Regions from separate parts of the Pan troglodytes genome. Here region 2 is linked to region 1. A link is a contact called in public Hi-C data. All regions are on one chromosome and are shown on one strand. Each heading gives the region's core, a stretch centred on a gene start, on an enhancer-like site or on the middle of the called end of the contact. The rest is flanking DNA. Distances are from core to core; before and after follow the strand shown. Region 1 overlaps LOC134810493 (a long non-coding RNA gene). Region 2 holds the start of PLXNA4 (plexin A4).

Region 1 (5,405 bases), core at 1,450-3,949:
AGAGGGAGGGTGGGGAGGGCGGAAGCAGCCATCAGAATGTCTGTGCTGAAAGGCACCGGCCTTGCTAGTGGGGAGGGCAAAGGGACACCACGTGTGGAGATGAGGCTGAGAAATAGGAGTGAACGCTGAGCGTGAGTGTGAGTCCGTGCCACATGTGATGTCAGGAGAGGGCGTGAGTTATGCAGGTTGCCAGGTAGAAGTGAGTAGGGTCCTTAGAGAGCCTGAACTCCTACTCTTAATCTGCAGATAACAAAACCAAGACCCAGAGATTTTCCCAGGGTTTGGAAGGAAAAGAAAAAGGAGGATGAGTGTTTGGTCATCCCATGGGGGGTTTGATTTCAGCCAAATGACATTCCTCCCAGGCCCTTTCCAATATTAGTTTCAAATGAAGTTCTGGGGAGGAGCTGATGGGGGGCAATGGAGATGACTTAAAAGGCAGCGCTGGCCTGGAGGGTGTATTGATCAGGGTCTGCAAGTGTTTTTGTCCAGCCTTCTCCTGCCACCTCCCTAGTTTCCATCTCCTGCCACCTCCCTAGTCCTTCCAGGGCATCAATCGCGCCCCCACCTCTGTTCCAAATGGAGCCTTGGAGACCTGCGGCTGTAGCATGCTCTGTCCCTGTGGACAGGAGAACAGGGGGAGAAATAGGCTGGAGCTGCTCACCTGAACAGCTTGACACCAAAGAATGAGGAGCTCAGTCCAGATATGAGGGTTTGGAGAAAGCTTGCTGGTTGGTAGGTGGTATTCTCAGAGCTGCAGGTGGAGGACGGGACTCTCAGCATCCATAATGCCCCTGGAGCTGGAATTGTGACTGGATTCTCTCTCACGGTGTCCAGTGGTTTGTCTATGTCTCTCTCCTCCTCATATTTGCCTTCTTTCTCCACCTGCTCCTGTCTTTCCAGTCCTCCCTACAGCAAGCCCCAGGCAGCGGTTTCTGAGGCAGGCGGCCATGGATGGATTCCAGCCATATTCAAAGCCACTAGCCCTGTTTTCTCAGGTGAGCCAGACATGCTGTCTTCCACCATTTGATCTTTATGCTGCTCATGCATCTTGTTACAAATAGCTCAACCTTCCCCGTGTTGACTGCAGCGCTGGGACATTACAGTAATGTGCCCATTCAAATCAAGTGGATGCAAAGATCGCTACAGCAGCTTTTAGCCACGGAACATTTAGCCTTCAATAATAGCATTTCGGGTCCTTCAGGGACATTCCTCTGCTGATGCACCTGGGATGCCTTTTTCCTCCTCCCCACCACAACCCCCAGAACTAAGGAGGGGCAAACATGACTTTTGTTGATGAGGAAACAGAAATTCAAGTAAGGGAACATCATGCAGAAAATGAGAGGGTTAGGCCTGATAGGACCACGATGATCATGATAATAATAACAACAATAATTTTGTGCACTACTATGCTGCTTACTGGGTGAAGGAATTTACTTGCATTGGGGTAGGTTTTACATCTGCAGTTTCTGGATGAGGTCAGTGAGGCTGAGGGGGTCAGTAGCTGTCCTAGGCACAAGGAGAATGCCACCTTATAGTTTGTTCACCAGTTCTTCCCAAAGCCTATGCTTGTGATCTGACAAGGAAAGCAACTCAAGGCTGTCTCCACGGACATTCTAAAATCAGAGAGAAGCTTCCTTTCCCTGCTGCCTCCACGGCCCCATGCTAGGACCCTCCGGCTGGTGCTGTCCAAGGACCTCTTCCCTGGTCCCTCCTGCCTTCCTCGAGCAGTATTCCCCTCACCCCCATCCTGCTCCAGCCTCAGCCAGTAACCTTGGTGGATTTTCACTGAATATGTTGCCTCCACCACCAACAGCATTTTTATTTGCACATCCTTGGGGATGCCTTGCCTGGAGGAAGGAGTCTGTGGGATTATCCAGAGGTAAGAGGGAAACACTGCGCAGTGGGAGTCCCAGCAGGGGCGAGGAGCAGGGGAGATGGCCGGAGGCTCTGTCTCCACCCTCCTCTTACCACTGCCCATTTCCAGGGAAAGACAACACAGCCAGAGCAGGGCAGTGGCACCACGGCTTGCTAATGCTGTAGCATACCTGGTACCTCAGTGAATTTTCCAGGACATGAGAGGCCCATGTAATAAATAGGTCAGGAAACTGAGCCACAGAGAGGACACGGGACTTAGCACAGGGGAAAAGAGTGGTTGAAATGGAACCAGATTCCAGGAGGCCTCATTCCCAGTCCTGTACTCTTCCTGCAGAGACACCATGCTTTGAACCAGGCTCGAAGTTGCCAAAGTGAACATTTTAAAACTTTTCCCAGGGCTCAAGAGATGGCCGAGTAAAATCTCCAGACACTGTGGCTCCCACAGGCTCCTTATTGGGCCATTCACTTCATGGGCACAGTTTGGTGGTTGGGGTGAGAGGAGCTTCGTGGAGAGGACAAAGGATGGGGAAGGAGCCTAAATCCCAAATGCAAGGATTTTGTCCTAAATCCCAAATGCAAGGATCCCCTCCCTTTCCTCACAGAGTTCAGGTAGCTCCTCTTCCTTCTCCTCCCAGGTTCTATTCCCTCCTGTCTGAGTCCTCAGAGCACCCCGGAAGGGGGAGGGCCTCTGGTTGCTTTCGCGGCGGCAGGCTTTTCTATGCCGGTTTCTCTGGAGGGTGCGGGTGGTTGCGGGTTCCAAGCTCGGGCTCTGAGCCGGGCCAGGCGCGCGCTTCCTAGTTCTAGCAGCAGAGGGCGCGCCTGTCATTGGAGAAGGAACGGCGCGGCCGCAGCCCCTTCCTCGTCGACCGCGTCGACTCCTGGCTGCCTGGGGACCGGCGCGGGAACCCCGGAGCAGTAGCTTTGTGGAGGGCGACCCAGGTGGACGAAAGAGCTCGGCACACCGTGTGTCCCCAGGCCCGCTTCCTCCGTGCGCCTCTGTCATCCGCTCCATCTCCGGGAAGCAAAGGGACTTGGGGTGTGGCACAAAGAGCAGGGATGCAGTGGCCGGGTCACTTGGATGGTGTCCTCATCTGGGGCCAGGCCACACCTAGGCCTCCCCACACGCTGTTCCTATAGGAGTGCCACCAGGACTCACTCCAAAAAGGAATGGACGGCGAGGGTTTGTAAATGGGACAGCACCCTGGGAGTGCAAAGCCTGGGACCGGTCCCGGTGGCCTTGGCCAGTCCTGGAGCCTCTATGTGCCCAGTTTCTGTGTAATGCAAAGACACTGAATGAGGAGATGGTCCCTAAAACCCCTCCCAGGGCCAGCATCTGGGATCTCATGCTTACATCATCTTGTCCTTCCTTTCCATGGACTCTGCCTGTTGGACAGAGTCCACTGACATGCACCTGCCAGAGCTGGGTGGGGAGGGGCCAAAGTTGTCCTCTGTGAAGTCATATGAGAGGCCTGAGAGCAGCAGGATCGGTCCTCCTGTGTCTCATCTCGCGTTCTTCCTGCTCACAGGAAACAGAATCCCTACCAAGTTTCCATCCTAGAGACAGTCGATGTGACTCATTTCATCCCCTGGTGGTCTTGGTTGGCCGCACTCATTGGGTGCAGCACCTCTGATGTGGGAGGCAGGGGTCGGTGGAGGGGAACCGCTTCCTCCACCGGGGGCCAGGTTGTGGGAAAGGCTGGGAAAACACACGCTCTGGAGCAGGCTCTTCTGTGACCTACCTTGGGCACATGGGAGAAATCCTTCAGCATTCCTGAACCTTAGCCAGTCCATGAAACGAGAGGCTGGAGATGGTGTCCACATCCCTTTGCTGTTTTGATGTCTGCACTTGGTGAATCCTGGTCAAGCACACCTAACCTCTGCCTCTCTGGAGAAGGGAAACGAAGGAGGAGGAGGCAGGGGGGAAAGAGACCATTTAGGAGGAGAGCGGAAGTCAGAGGGGAGAAAGGTGGATGGGAGGATGCAGTGGGTGGATTTGCACCTGCTCAGAGGTGGGCAGCTGAGCTTTGAGGAATGTGCTTCCCTGCACTGCATGGCGTGAGATGCTCTGTGTAGGGGATGGGCGGGAAGCGGGGGGTTCTGGTGAATTAGGAGAATATATCTTGGTAGAAATCCAAGTGTGCTCTCAGTCCATCCATCTAGACAGGATATAACCTCTTAGGACACTCAGAAACTGAAAATAGAGCATGTATGGCTCTGGAAGCAAGCCTCTGTGTGTGTGTGTGTGTGTGTGTGTGTGTGTGTTTATAATGTGCAAATGCACAAGCAATAGAAATACAAGCACCATGCAGATTGCATAGGTAGGCATCATCAATAAACATTTATTCGGCACCTACACTCAGAAACTCACACACATTTACAAGCCCAACATATCCTGCTATACACATGTACAAAAAAGACCACATTGACCCCTAAGGCAAAGAACCGTTTGCTTGAAGAAGCTTCTCTTACAAGATATTAATAAAATACGCAGGCACATTTTAACTTTAAAAACTCTGGAGAAGGAAAGAAGGAGGGTGAAGAGATGGGGCTGGAGGGAGGAATGGGTAAGGCAGGCCTAATCACAAAGTACTTAGCCCATGCGTCTGGGCCTCTCTGTAAGCACCATATTTCACGATACCTTCAACCTGATTTTCCAACTCATTGAAAACACTTGCCAGCTGCTGCTGAGTGACTCCATTTACTGTTTACATGAGCTCACTCTAACAGGGCCCCTGGAAGGTAGTCCCTAAGGAGAGCTATGGGTGGAAATGGAGTTGGAGGCCCTAGATCTTGGAATTTTGACTGGGGAATGGGAGAAGGGAGAGTGGGGTAATCACCCAGGAGGGAGAGGGTGGGGCAGGCCAGGAGGGATGGTGAGAGTCTCTGGTAACTTCCATGGGCACATCTTGGATAGGAATTCTTTGTGGTGGGTAGTGTAAACTTTTTTCCACCTCCATCACCCCACATGCAGACTCAAATATACAGACATGTGAAATGACATTCAGGGATTTCATAGTACCTCACAGGATGGCTCCCAGGAGCTGGTCCTCTTGCAGATATGTTAGCTATCTGCCTCTGCATTGATGAGCAGAGTGTTCCCTTGCAAGACCCCATCTGTCGTAAACACCACCCCCATGGGTCTGCCATGATTCCCTCTGTTCTCTCCTCTCAATCACTGTAATGTGGGTCCCTAATGCTGCAGGCTGCTCCTCTCCCATTTTCCCCTCCTGTCCTTTTTTTCTGTCCTCCTCTGCCCATGACAGAAGCTTCTGGAAGAAAGAGAAGGCTCTCCTATTAGCACATTTGTATGAATAGATGGGTTTGACAGGGTGCTGGCATGCTGAAATGACAGATAATACTCCCGGGAGGAACCGAGACACTGAGCAGCTAAGTTGTGATTAGAAAGCATGGGAGAATTTCCAGGAAGGTGAAGGCTGGCTGTTCCTGGTGAGGCATCTGGGGACCTTGTCAGCCACAGGTCAGATACTGACCCCTTCGGCTGGTTAATTCGGTCCATTCCCATTGTAGCC
Region 2 (5,405 bases), core at 1,051-3,550, 630 kb after region 1:
GCCTAGAAAGCTACCTAAAAGTGACAGCACCAGAAACACAGGAGCTTGTACATACATATTCAATTCCGAATTTGATTTGGATCTCATGTTCTTCTCCCTATGACAACTGAGACCCTAAATTAGTTGCTCTTAGACCCCAAGAAGGGAACTATGGAAAAGCCTCTTAGAACCCCAGCCACTTCCTACCTCCTCCAGAAAAAGTTAAAACGAGCAGCCTGTGAAATTCCAGCCAGAGAGAACAAGAATGAAAATGCTTTCGGGAAATAGGACCTTAAAGCACGGGCTTCTGGGGAGTGATTCTACAATCGGAGCAGCCTTGGGCTCTGGGGGACGCTGGCAGACCCACGAATGCCTTGCCTTCTCCGGTGGGCAGTGCCGCCGCGGTCGTGAGGGAGGGGAGCCTCCTCTTTTGGAGGACTATATCCCTCGTGCTTCCCCCTTCTAGTTCTCTTTCTCAGACACACACCACGAAAGGCATGTGACAGGTGTTCGCCAGCCGGAGGCACCGGGGAAGGCAGCCCCATGTGCCCAGGAAGGGTAGGGAGGTGAGAGGGGACCCAAGTCCTGTGTCTCCAAGTCCTGTCTGCTTGCTGCTAAGCAGGCACTGAGGCTGTGAATAAGGTCGTACCTTTTAAGGAGGATCTGACCCCCGTACCTTCCCTAGACAAGCAACATACGCGGCGATGCTTTAAGCCGCTTTCTGCCTGAAATCTCGGCGCATTCCCGGGGAAGCAGTGCCACGCTTCAGAAAGGCGTTTGTGCTGCCTCTTACTGGGGAAACGCAGTGTCTGTTTCATATGCGCCGCCCTACAGAACTGCAGCCCCAGCTGCCTATCTGGCCTCCTCCCCGGGCGCTGGGCCACCACTCTCTCCACATATGCGTCCGAATATCTGTGGGTCTGTCTCCCGTTGAAATTCCAGGGTGTCCAAAGGCCACGGGGCCGCGATGACACTGGGTGGGTCTCCGGAAACCTCTCAGGACTTCTCCCGTTTTAAAGCCCAGCTAGGGACGAAAGGGGCTGGGAGCTGAAAAATTGCTCCCTCAACCTCCCCGGTGAGAGGCAGAGCCGGGAATACACAGAATCCCACCCCGAAAGTCCCGGGAAAGAGAAGTCTGAGTCCGGGAGCGTGAGAGGAGAACACACCCGGGAAATCCCTGCTCCGGCCGCTGCACCTCCGCGGGCGTCCAGGTGGGACGTGGGCAGGTGCGCGAGCGCCGTGTGTGCCGGTGTGGATCTGTGTGTGTGCCTGCGTGTGTGTGTGTGCGTGTGCCGCGGGCTGGCTCCGGGACACTGAGGACTCCCGGGTCGGCCCAGGTCTGTCCGACCTCGCTGCCCTCGCCGCCCGCCCGGCCCCACTCCCCGGCGGGCCGGCTCCTTACCTGGACGCGCCGCGTTTCCCTCCTTCAGCGGGAGCGCCGCATTGACACTGCAGATGGAGCCTATGCCGCTGCCTCTCGCCCTCCTCTGAACGTGTGCGTGTGCGCGCGTGTGGCTGCCTCCTCCAGCCCCAGCCCCGAACGCAAATACTCCACCGAGGCACAGGGAAGCCGGGAGCAGCCGAGGAACGCGGAGGGCGCCGAATCAGAGCCTGCGGGGCTTGACAGCTCCTCTTGCGGCGTCCAAGGTGGGCGTAATGTCCAACAAAAAGGTCGGAAAATGGGGATCGATTCCGAACACCCTTTTCCTCCACCCAGCCCCGGAGCCCGAGCAGCGGCGGCGGCTCTCGGGGGCTGCGGTGGCGACGCGGGGCTGCCCCCCTTCGTCCCCACCCCCGCGGGCTGAATGTCCTTGATGCCAAGCGGGCACAGCGGCGTCACTCCGCGCCGCCCATGCTCGCCCGGTCGGGCCGCTGCCCGGGCGCGGCGAGTGCGCGGGGGACCCGCCGGGGAGCGCTCTCGGCACCTCTGCGCGCCTCTCTGGGTAGTGGCGGCCGCCCCCCGGCAGCCCGCGGCCGGCCGCGCCGCGGCAGCCCCCACCCTTGCCGAGACACTCGCCGGGCAGTGCCCTGGGGCCGGGGCTGGGGGGCCGCGGGAGCCGCCGGCTGCTCCCCGGGGAGGCGCGGGGCTGCGGCGGTGGTGGCGGCGGCGGCTGGCGCTGCGGCGGCGGAGAGCTCGGCCGCGGGCCGAGCCGGGCCTCCCGGGCGCGCCCCCGGCCCCCCGGGCGGGCTGCTCGCAAAGTTTGCAGGGGGCAGGGAGCGGGGCCGCCGCTGGCTCGGCCGCCGCCGGAGCTCCCGGGCTGCCTGCTGCCGCCGCGGCTCGCTGCTGCTGTGCATTGAAGCCCGGCCAAGCGCTGCAAAAACTCCAGCTGCCTGGCGCTCTCTGGGTCCTCCTCTCCTCCCTCCCGCCCTCCCTGCTTCCCTTCCTCCCTCCCTCGCCTCGCCTCCTCTCTTCCCTGCCGCCCGCCGCCCGCCGCCGCTCCCTCTCTGGCTCGCTCTCGCTGGCTCGGAGCTCGCGGCTGACATCTAGACCGAGGGAGAGCGGCCGGCAGAGGGGGCAGGGGGCGCCTCCCTACATGCTCCCACCCGCCGCCGCCCGGCTTGCCGGCTCTCCTCCGCACCAACGTTTGCCGACACCCCCCTGGGTCCCCTCGGCCCGCACGGAGCTACCCTGGCGGTGGCGATGTGGGGCGGAGAGAGGGGCATACATGGGTGACCGGGGCGCACGGCGCGCGCTCAGAGGGAGGCGCTCAGCCGCCTCGGAAGGTGCAGCTCTGGGCGCTGGCCGTCGGAGGGACCCTCAGGTGCTCAGAGCTGACACAAGCACACACTGACTCTGAGGCATACACCCATTCCTAGTCAGAACCCCTCCCAACACCCCACCAAGTCACCCCTACATGGCACCCAAGGAGGCCGAGGACACTGAGGGCACAAGGCCCGCACGAGAGAACATGAGTGGCCAGTGCCCCAGAGCTGGCTTGGTAACCTGACTTTTCCATTCATGTTTATACTGAGCGGCTCTCCTGGCTCCTCTCTTCTCTGAAACCCTAGATCCTAGACTACATCCAGAACAGACCATGCCAACATCAGGGTGGTTTCTGAAGCCCAAAGAAAGAAATCACCGTGTGGCTCTGGCTTAGGCAGTGAAGATGGGGAGTGGGTGGCACTAACTACCTCCCAAACCTCTGCCTAGATCCCCCTAGGAATGGGCCCACCCACCAAGAGAAACCGAAGGGATTCCCACACCTGTTAACTCTGTGCATGCCTCCCTCATCCTCATCCCCGCTCCCACCATAGTCTGAGGGAAGTGGCACCTTCAGCAGAGTCCAGTAAGCATTCCCTGGGATAGGCCACCATCAAGGACGACCCTCTAAAGGAGCCCAAGGCTCTTGGCCTCCTCTCTCCTGTCCCTTCTTTAGTTTTCACTGTCCTCACACCCAGCAACTCCCGCCCATTACTGTCCCTCCCATCGAAACATCTCAGAGCCTCCTTATTAGGTGGACATGACTGATAATGGCTTAAATTCCTATACCTCCCTATAGGGGTTATATTCTCACAGAAATCAAAGTTGTGTGAATTGGGGAGCCTTTGAAAGGAGCTGTGAGATGACAGCTTAAACAAGCCCCAAGGTGAGCAGCACATGTAGGTCAGGCTTGGCCCACCCAGAGAGGACCCTGCTGAAACTTTGCTGTCACCAATGAGAAGATGAACCAAGCCAGAATGAGGAGGAAACCAGATGTTTGATTCTTTGGTTAAAGGATATTCCAGGAGACAGCGTGGAGCCCTTTTAGTCTCTGGTTCTCTGCTGAGTCTTGCATGGCCCAGAAAGCAGCAAGGAGTTATCTTATTAAGCTTACGTGAATACATTGATCTGACTCCACTCTTCCCAGAAACCCTGAATCCCAGACTCTAGATAAAGCACACAATATCAGGTTAGTTTCAGAAGTCCAGAGACACACATAACAAAATCACTCAATGCTACTGCCTCTTGAACATCCTTCCAGGGTGGAGGAAGCCCAGGGCCAAATGCCTCTCTCTGCAAGACTGGGATTAGCACAAGGCCAGCCGGGCACTGAGGATACAAAATCCAAGGGGGCCCCGTCACCCCAAGGTCCATGTAAGGTTTGCATCACCTGACCCTGACACTGCTTCTAGGTGTCCCTTTTAAAATTGCTGCATGGGTCCATCACGGCCCATTTCCAGAAGTGACAGCCCGGATAGCCCCATGAAAGTCCCTAATGGGTTACTTAAGGAATATCGTTCAATTAAAGGCGGGGGGGAGACTGCTTTCGAACTTCTGTTGGCCACTCGGCTTTCAGGGTATGCCATAAAATGCTGAAAGGAAGGGGGGAAGGTGAGAAAACAACTCTGTCTCAATTCTCAGTCATTCTAGCATGTATTTTTAATACAATCTGATTGTCTTTTTCCTCCTCATATCGGTTGTGTGTGTGTGTGTGTGTGTGTGTGCGTGTGTGTGCGTGTGTGTGTGTGAATATGGCTTGAGTTCCAGGCCCATTTCCTGATGGATGGACGGGAAGTCAAAGACCTTTTTTTTTTTTTTTTTTTCAGAGGTGGCAAATAAAATGTGTTTATTATTCTTTATCTCCTGCCTAGTGTGTGGTGTCATTTATTTTCATTCAGAGAAATGAATGCCATGTGGTGCCTGAAGAGTAATAACAGAGCCAAATGACAGGAAAGACACACAGCAAAAAGCTGGACCAGCCATGGGCAGGTGAGGGGCCCAGCCAGCTCTCCCGTTGTTAATGGGGCCAGGGGCCGTATCTCAAATTGCCTTTTCCCTGCTTGCCTTCCACTGAATAACACAGTAAAAGGCATACCAAAGGGGGCAGTTATCATATTATCGGAAGGAGGAGTAGAAAGGGTCAAATTAGCTGCAGTAGAGGATTTTTTTTTTCAGTGATGACCCATTGGATTGACTCCCTTAAGTTAGGAGAATGGAATGGGGTGGGATGAGTAGGGCCTCTACATTGGAAGTTAGAAAACACGTGTCCTACTCCTGGCTCTGTCATTGGCCAGCTTTATAATTTGGAGCGGGTCACGTCCTCTCAATGATACCTCATCTCTCACCTGACACATTCGCCCCTTAGAGTTGCAATGACATTCAAAGGACATACCATCTTATTAATGTGCTTTGAAACTCTAAGGTAGGTACAAAACACATGTAGGGAATTAGAGTCGCTTTCCAGACGAACGTATCTTTTTATTTTTTTCAAATAGAATGCTACAATGAGGGTAGGCCTTCTGCTATCTTGTCCCCACCCCATGAATAAATACACAGGCAAAAGCAGCATCTTACCACAGTTCAAAATGTGTTTCTGCATTAGGTACAAGATCTTCTGGCTCTCACACCTCCTCTACCCCCTCTCCCTTGGTGAGGGCTAAGGGAGACACAAGTAGGACCATCTAGGTGTCCCCTACTGACAATGGCTCTGTGAGTCACTCCCTCT

The links. A called contact is a pair of places that touch in the nucleus more often than the background predicts.
Region 2: a Hi-C map of stem cell-derived neural progenitor cells shows a contact between it and region 1, with 6 times the contacts expected there. The contact joins the promoter of PLXNA4 here to the enhancer-like site in region 1. A contact is called at or near these places in 1 of 7 Hi-C or Micro-C datasets (stem cell-derived neural progenitor cells) and 1 of 1 datasets of contacts at active chromatin or transcription factors (stem cell-derived excitatory neurons).

Annotation. Positions count from the first base shown.
Region 1 is chr6:147,317,017-147,322,421 of NHGRI_mPanTro3-v2.0_pri, forward strand. All of the region lies in intron 5 of LOC134810493 (a long non-coding RNA gene), which reads left to right. Among named protein-coding and RNA genes, the nearest start is that of PODXL, 400 kb to the left of the region's middle. Within about 2 kb of position 2,700, at least 6 of the 24 cell types and tissues checked have an H3K27ac peak or open chromatin away from gene starts, as enhancers often do. A contact at or near this core is called in stem cell-derived neural progenitor cells, where this site is marked.
Region 2 is chr6:147,949,009-147,954,413 of NHGRI_mPanTro3-v2.0_pri, forward strand. It overlaps PLXNA4 (plexin A4), which reads right to left and starts at 2,301. Exons shown (of 33, transcript XM_024358047.3): 1 at 1,382-2,301.